Regions from separate parts of the Sus scrofa genome. Here regions 1 and 2 are each linked to region 3. Evidence: chromatin contacts called from public Hi-C data. All regions are on one chromosome and are shown on one strand. The core of a region is the stretch at or near the end of the contact, and the rest is flanking DNA. Distances in the headings are between cores, read along the strand shown.

What was found. Hi-C and Micro-C count contacts between places; a contact is called where the count stands out from the background.
Region 1: a contact with region 3 is called in a Hi-C map of liver, with 4 times the contacts expected there. The contact joins the promoter of ZC3H7B here to the promoter of EP300 in region 3.
Region 2: a contact with region 3 is called in a Hi-C map of epiblast stem cells, with 1.7 times the contacts expected there. The contact joins the promoter of SLC25A17 here to the promoter of EP300 in region 3. A contact is called at or near these places in 3 of 5 promoter capture datasets (fetal liver, fetal skeletal muscle and liver), 2 of 47 Hi-C or Micro-C datasets (epiblast stem cells and liver) and 2 of 2 datasets of contacts at active chromatin or transcription factors (alveolar macrophages and skeletal muscle).

What each region holds. Positions count from the first base shown.
Region 1 is chr5:7,200,061-7,202,760 of Sscrofa11.1, reverse strand. ZC3H7B (zinc finger CCCH domain-containing protein 7B) reads left to right here and starts at 1,332. Exons shown (of 23, transcript XM_021091458.1): 1 at 1,332-1,924. LOC110260635 (a long non-coding RNA gene) reads right to left here and starts at 1,198. Exons shown (of 2, transcript XR_002343885.1): 1 at 1,074-1,198.
Region 2 is chr5:7,621,316-7,624,015 of Sscrofa11.1, reverse strand. SLC25A17 (peroxisomal membrane protein PMP34) reads right to left here and starts at 1,378. Exons shown (of 9, transcript XM_003126004.4): 1 at 1,183-1,378. The coding sequence starts at 1,236.
Region 3 is chr5:7,393,226-7,395,925 of Sscrofa11.1, reverse strand. EP300 (histone acetyltransferase p300) reads left to right here and starts at 1,411. Exons shown (of 32, transcript XM_001929213.5): 1 at 1,411-2,700. The coding sequence starts at 2,691.

The DNA.
Region 1 (2,700 bases), core at 83-2,582, 190 kb after region 3:
CACTGAGCCTCGACTAGAACTCCCCATCCTCTTTTAAGGATGTGTGTTATTCCGCTGGCAACCCAGGATGGAGGAATCACCACAATGTTTACCAGCTAGTTCACTTGAGGCAAGGTGCGGTAGTCTAGGGAGTTCCCATTGTGGCGCAGTGGAAACAAATCCAACTAGGAACCATGAGGTTGTAGGTTCGATCCCTGGCCTTTCAGCGGGTTAAGGATCTGGTGCTGCCATGAGCTGTGGTGTAGGTCACAGACACAGCTCGGATCTGGTGTTGCTATGGCTGTGGTGTAGGCCAGCGGCAAACAGCTCCGATCTGACCCCTAGCCTGGGAACCTCCATATGCCACAGGTGCAGCCCTAAAATAAACAATAAAAAAAAAATTGAAAAAAAAATCTTAGTGTAGTGAAGGGAGGAGGAGTTTGAGAAATTCTGACAGTGCAGGTGCATTTTTTTCCCCCTTTCCAAGGCTCCCTTAAAGTAGATGATGAAAAGTAGAGGACGCCATGGGAAGGATACTCTGGAGTTAGAACTGCCACCTTGGACAAGTCACCTAATCTCCAAGCCTCAGCTCTTCATCTGCACACAGGCATGCTAAAACCCACCTTCCAGGGAGTTTCCATCGTGGCACAGCGGGAACGAATCTGACTAGCATCCACGCGGATGTGGGTTTTATCCCTGGCCTCACTCAGTGGGTCAGGGATCTGGCGTTGCTGTGGCTGTGGTGTAGGCCGGCAGCTGAAGCTCTGATTCGACCCCTAGCCTGGGAACTTCCATATGCCCTGGGTGCGGCCCTGAAAAAAAAAAAAAAATCAAAACAACCCCCAAACCATCTTCCAGGATTATGGTGAGAATTAAATAAGTAAACTGAGCTAGTTTCCTGTTCTTCCCAGCATTGATCACAGTGTGTTTAAAATTTGTCTCAGCATGTATCTCCAGTTCCTAGGGTTTTGTCTGGCACAAACGTAGAAAAGAGAACATTTGTAAAAATAAATCTGCTAGGCTCACAGCAGATCTTTAATACATTAATGTACACACACACATACATATATGTACATACATGCACATATACATACATGAGTGTAAAATGAAGAGGAGCCAGAACTCTCTCAGGAATCAATGGACCAGCGGTGGGAGGGTGGGATGACACCGTATTTGGAATCTGAAGCTCTGTATTCGAATCCAACCTGGACCTGGCCAGCTCTGCGGCAGTGCCAGGGGATGCTTGGAGCTGGTTTCTCTTTCCTTGATCTCCCCTTACCTTCTGGGTCTTCTAAGCAGTCTCAAATCTTTTCGGGAAAGCCTGTACAACAGCCGAAGGCGGTCCCGATGCCTCTCTGAGCCTTCGGTCCTCGTCTTTGGACCGAAGGCAACTAGGCTTTGGGGATGCCGTCAATGAAAGCATCTGGAGACCCGGGGGCTTTTTACCCACAGGAGGCAGGGCGGAGGCGCTGCCTTAGACCAGCATCCGCCCCGAAATGCAGAATTGCCAAAAGAAAAGCCCTAAGAGGGAAGGCCACTTTCAAAGAAAATAAAGGTGCATGCCAGGCATGAGCTTGCCACGGGGAAGGGGGACTTCCCCGCCCCCTCCGCCCCCAGGTGCGCAGCCCGCGCCGCCCACCCCCGGCGCCAGGCGAGGGGAGCCGCGCTCTAGGACCCGAGGAGGAAGAACTGCAGGGAGACGGTGCCTCCAGCGGGTGCTGCCGCGAGCGGCCGGCCGAGGGGGCTGGAAATGAAAGTAAAGCGCTCCGGAGCCACATGGACGGAGCTGCCGGGGCGGCGGCGCCGGGAGCAGGATGCGGCCGCCCGTAATTAAATAGCATTTACTCTTATTATTACTAATAATAATAACGTAATCATACCTCTAGTCATAGCATACCATTTATCGGGCTCGGCGCAGGCCCGCGGGGAGCGCAGCCCGGCCGAGGTGAGTGCTGTGTGCGGCCCGAGCCCCGCGGGGCAGAGGCCGGGGCCCGACTGCGAACTGGCGGCGGGCGCGGGAGGGCTCGGGGCGCCCGGGGACCGCGCGGGGCCGGGAGGAGGCGCGGGAAAACCTTGGCCAGGCCGGAGCTGCGCGGGGCCACCCGGAAAGTGGATTTTGCGAAAATAAAGAAACAGCTCCCCAATCCCGCTTTCCTCCTTTTTGGGGCTCCCCCTCCCTGCCCCCGTGCCCTGCCCCGAAGTTTCAAAGTTATCGTGCGGCCGGGGGCACCTGCCGCTGGGTGGTTTGGCCGCCTCGGCAACCCCCCCCCGCGCGGGGGGGCTTGGAATGTTCTTGAGCGCGGTGGGGGGTTCTCTCCTTCGCGTCCGGAGCTTTGGGGTGCGCGGATACTTTGAGGGTCCCCGCTATGGGGGTCGAGGGCGTTGGCTGGGGGGGGGTCGCTGGCCGCGCGCTCCTTCCTTTTGTGTGCGCCTTGGCCCGGCAGCGCGGGGAGTTGGAGGGACCGCAGCGCGGGCCGAGGACCGCGGCCGCCGACGGGCTGCCCCTGCCGGCTGCAGCGGCCACTCGAGCCCGGGGATCCGGGGCCTGTGGCCGGGCCCCAGGGAGGGGGCAGCAGGAAAGGGGGGCGCGGTCTGAGTAGGGGGGCATTTCCGGTCGCAGGAGCGGTCCCTGGGCTGGGAGGCTAGCGAGGGGTCCGTCGTGCGGTCAGGAACGAGCTGCGAGGGACAGCTCCAGTGCCTGGGGGGCGCCCCCGGAGATGG
Region 2 (2,700 bases), core at 129-2,628, 230 kb before region 3:
AAAACGCAACAGTTGGCTAGCTGTCTGTATTTCACACTCAGAGTGAAAAGTCTCACACCACTTGGTCCCCTGAAACCCACTTGCATCTTTGTTGTCTCCATTCCAGACACAGAGGTCTCCACGCCCATCCTAGAGCAGGTCAAGCAAGCCTCCACTGCAGAGCAAGACTTTACACTGGCTGGAAAGCTCTTCTAGTCTAATTGAATGAACCAAGACTTCCAAATCAGACACTTCCATGAACTACTGTGTCACCTAAATCACGTTAACAACTCTGTGAAGTAGGTGTCAATACCCCCCCTTTACAGATTCGGAAAGTGACATTTAAAGACCACCTATCCAACACATGATGGAGTTGCGGTTCAATTCCCATTATTATGCACAGAATCCTGAGCTCACAGTGCAGTTTGGGGGGACTAGGAGAGGACTCAGTAATGTTCTTCTGAAGTCCCAATGAGTCCAGGTGCACGTCGACAGCTAGAGAGGGATGTAAGGAAAGGCAGTCAGAGAAACAGGATAAGAACCAGGAGGGGAAATTACCCAAACCCAGAGTGTAAAGTTCCTAGGAAAAGGGAGTGGTGTCAAATGGAAGCGAGACATACAGAAGCCCAAGAACCAAGCATATTCCTCAGAGTAAACCACACCTGGGTAGAGGGGAACTTTGATCTTGATTTAATTAAAACAAAACAAAACAAAAAGAGGTATTTTTCTTCTGCCAAGAACAAGAGGTACCCCGACTAGGTTCTACCACTTGCCTGCAGCAAGATGTGTAATTAAGCATGTGATTAAGCAACACAGCTTTACACCAAGGCTCGCCTCTGGCCCAGTGAGACAAAGTCTGTGTGTGGAGTGGGGGAGGGAGAGGGGGAATGACTGCCCTTTATATTTCCGAAGTCAAAGAAAACTGCAATTACTTTCTCCCCGAGGGTGTGTGGGACCACCGCTGCCTACATCCCAGATATTCTCTAACTGGCCAGAGCGGTAGCCAGAGGCGGAGGGTAAGTGTCGGCCTTCACCCCAAATGCTTCTAGCAACACTTCACCTAAGCCCCATTCCTCTTCGCCCCAGTCAGGCCAAGAGACTCCACACGAACTCCTTCTCATCCCCATCCCCCAGTCACATCCCGGTCCGGCCCCAGAGAAGCCCCACACCCGCAATGGCCCGGACGTGAAGACCCCGCCTCACCACGGCTCCTGCCACGGCGTGGACCAGGTTTTCGTAGGACAGCACGGAAGCCATAGGTGCGGTTCCCGCAGACCTGGTCACAGTTCTCCAGCAGGAGCCACAGCCAGTCGAGAGAGGAAAGAAGCACTGGAGCCCCGAGAGGTAGCGTCAGAAACTCCACCCTCTCAAGCCCGCCTCCTCCAAAACAACTCCTTCCGGGTCACAGGGCGCCCAGTCTCCCGGCCAGAGGCTGGAGGGAAGGGAAGGCGGGCCTGAGGACGCCCCTTGGTTCTGATTGGCCCCCGAGGCTTGCGCCGGGCGGGGCAGTGCGTGCTGGCCCCACCACCCCTGTGGTTCCCTGGAGTTCCCAGGGCTTGGCCAGTCGTGCTTCACGTCAACTCCAACACAGGGGGCGACAGAAAACCTACGCAGCCTCCTTTTTCTCCACTTCTGTCCGTAAGACAAGCTGGAGACAAGAAAGATGGGGGATTCATTTTCCTGTTTTCTTCTCACTAGTGTTTTTAGTCACATTTTGGTCAAGCGGAAGTAAGTATTGCTTGGGCAGGTCTACCTCCTGGTAGGAAGAGAACTTGAGCTTCAGGGAATCAGATAATCATAAAGAGATGGGAACAAACTAGTTAGCAGCTAGGAAGATCATTTAACCTTTTGGTTTCCTTTGTGAAATGATAATTAAAATCGACTCTACCTGCTGTGAGGATTACAAATTATGTAGATATACTTTATAAAATGCAGAAGAAAAAACTTCTTTTGTGTTGAAAAGTGAAAAACCAAACTACACAGAACTAGAAAACCACACGCTACCACCCCTCACCGACATCATAGCATAATACACCATGCTTTAGAACTTCAACCTTACTTCTTCACTTGGGCACCATAGTTCAGCGTCTCTGCCAGCTTCAGGACCGGTTAGTTTACTTTTATAATCCTTGCTGATAATCCTCGAGTACTTACTACAGCCAGCCTCAATGTTTTCTGCCCTTTACATTTACTCCCAGCAGAGGGCCCTAAAGATGTTCACCTGCTTGTGTTTTCACAAAATTTGCAGAAAATATTTTAACCACCACTGGTTAGGATCCCTTTCCCTTTAAACTCCCTTTCATTTAGGGTGGTGACCACAGCTAAGTCAAAGACGAGCTGGGGACACGTATTTAGAAGTGCTTATTTGTATGTACTAATTTAAGTTGCCGCTAGATGTCCTGTTGTAGGAATCATTTCTACCACCCTCTAGAGTCATGACAGGAAGGCGCAGTGAAAGTCAAATGAAGATAGGATTCTGGCACTAGAACATAGAAGCTTGTCTGCTGAAAATTTGAGAACTCAGTTCTCATGAACTCCTAATTAAATTGAAAGCTCTCTCAAGAACAAACCGGATTATGTAGCATGCAGATTTATAAATATACTGTCTTTATGATGGTAATTGAACACGATTAATATTTTTTCTTTACTATCGCACCTGTGGTATGTGGACATTCCCAGGCCAGGGGTCTAATAGGAGCTGCAGCTGTGGCCTAGGCCACA
Region 3 (2,700 bases), core at 162-2,661:
TTCAATCTGCCTGCTTTTCTACTGCAGTTGAGGTGAATGAGGCCTGAAATCACACAACAGCATTCATCCTTGGTGGGAACCTGAGTTGCTTCGTTAAGATTTTCACTCCTAGGCTCTTAAAAGTTATTCTCCTATTCATTTAAAATTCAATAAACAAGTAGTTCAATTCTGGGGAGAGGGGGAGGCAATAAACAACAACAAAAAACAAAGTAAACTCGACAATAGGCAAACATCAACTAAGGAGCATGAGACTTGAAATACGCTTTAAAAGTTTTTAACTATCTCCATTGATACTACTGATAGAAGTTTCTTTAGGGAGACCTTGCCACTTCGAGTACCAATTTACCCAAGGCCAAACACGGAGGAATCCTGTAACGTGTAGGAATGCGAAAGAATGCTGGTGAGGCCCTCCTTTGCACAACAGTTGTCACACATACATTTTATTTATATTCAAGCATTTTCCTCCATCATTACTTCTTTTTCTGCTTTTTTCCCTCCTTACATTACCTTAAGCACAGTATGTTTCTGCTTCTTTCCCCATACATTATCTTTAAGGCACTGCCTAAACGTGTTTGTTGTTGTTTCAAGCTGGTTTTTGAGAGTGGGTTAAAAGAAACACCCTAAAATGTCTTCAGGTCCAGGACGTGTTCAGAAAATAATTCAAGGCTCCTTTGGTTAGAGTGCTACCTGGTAGGGGCGTGTGTCCACGTGGTGAGCAAGAAATAATTTGGATCTGGTCTTAAAACATCTTCTCGCTGCTGTGATTTTTGTTTCCTGATTATCAAAATAATGTATGTTCACTGGCAAAAAAAACTGGAAAGTTAGGGGGAAAAGGAAACAACAACTCGTAATCGGCGTGGTTTTTGGATATGAGCTTTTCCATTTGGTTAAGAGATGGAGAAGAACGCACTGTCTCTGGCCCGGAATATCGAGCGGCAGGGTATCCTCTGCCTGCTAAATTCAACGGGGTTCGGAAGACCAGTCAGCTAAGGGCCCGGGGCGCAGGGCCATCCCCACGGCGCTCCTATTCCGCCACCTGTGCGGTGACTTGGCGCCTTCCCGGCGTAACTGCTGGGCTCCGTCACCCCCGGTTCCCACCGGGCTCCTACGCAGAGACCCAGCCCAGGCACCTTCCCTGGTAAGTGTCCACCGACTGAAAATAGATCCCAAGTCTGCCCCTGACCCCCCCCCCCTCAAACCTCCCCTTTAAAGGGAGCCACCGGGTGACGCCGGGGGAGTTTGCGGAAGCGCCAACCGCGTTGGGGCCTTGGGCGGATCCCGTGATTGGAGCCGGCCCCGCCCCCGGATCCTCTTCCCCCATTGTGTGAGCCGCTAGGCCCGAGGCCCCGCCCCCTGCCACCTCCCTCCGGAGGCCCAACCCCTCCCCTTTTTTTCACCCCCCCCTTTGGCTCATTTCCGGCCGCCGCTGCTACCGCTAGCCTGTAAGGAGGATTCGGCAGAGGGAAGAAACAACAGCCGCCATCTTGTTTGTGTGCTAGGCTGGGGGGGAGAGAGGGCGAGAGGGAGCGGGCGAGAGTGGGCAAGCGGGACGCCGGGCTGAGTGCGAACTGCGAGAGCGAGAGTACGGAGGGGAGCCGGGCCGGAGAGAGGCGGCAGGGGCCGAGACAGTGGCAGGGGGCCCGGGGCGCACGGGCTGAGGCGACCCCCAGCCCCTCCCGCCCGCACACACCCCCACCGCGGCCCGGGAGCCGGGCCGGCGTCGACGCCTAGGGGGGACCATTACATAACCCCGCGCCCCGCGGCGCCTTCGCCCGCCGCCGAGGGCGGCCCCGAGCGGAGCCCCGGGGGCGGGCGCTCCCGGCACCTGGTCGCCGGGGGTGGGGGCCGTAGCGGCGGCCGTATTTATTTATTTTCCGCGGGAGGGAAGAGCGAAAGAGGAGAGCGCGGCGCGAGGGGAAGCCGCCTGCGCCGCCCGCCAGAGCGGGGCCTCCTCGGTGGGCTTGGTGTCGGCGCGGGCGGCGCGGCTCGGCCCGGCCCCCTTGGCCCTCTGGGTCGGCGAGCTCCGGGCCCGGCGTCCTCGCCGCGCCTCCGCCGCCCGCCGCGCGATGTGAGGCGGCGGCGCCAGCCTGGCTCTCGGTTCGGGCGAGCTCTCTGCGGCCATTAGGGGCCGGTGCGGCGGCGGCGCGGAGCGCGGCGGCAGGAGGAGGGTTCGGAGGGTGGGGGCTCAGGTCCGGGAGGGGGCACCGGGAGGAGGTGAGTGTCTCTCGTCGCCTCCTCCTCTCCCCCCTTTTCGCCCCCGCCTCCTTGTGGCGATGAGAAGGAGGAGGACAGCGCCGAGGAGGAAGAAGCTGATGGCGGCGGCGGAGCTCCGAGAGACCTCGGCTGGGCAGGGGCCGGCCGTGGCGGGCCGGGGACTGCGCCTCTAGAGTCGCGAGTTCTCGGGAATTCGCCGCAGCGGACGCGCTCGGCGCATTTGTGTGCCTGTGCCCTCCTCCGGGCCTGGGCCCAGGCCCGGCCCCTCGCGCTCGCCCCTACCTTTTCTATCGAGTCCGCATCCCTCTTCAGCCACCGCGATCCGGCGAAGAGAAAAAGGAACTTCCCCCACCCCCTTCGGGGGCCGGCGGAGTCCCCCAAGCCCACCCCAGGGATCCGGGCGGGGACCCCGGGCTGAAGAAGAGATTTCCCGAGGATTCTCGTTTTCCTCGCCTGTATCTCCGAAAGAATTAAAAATGGCCGAGA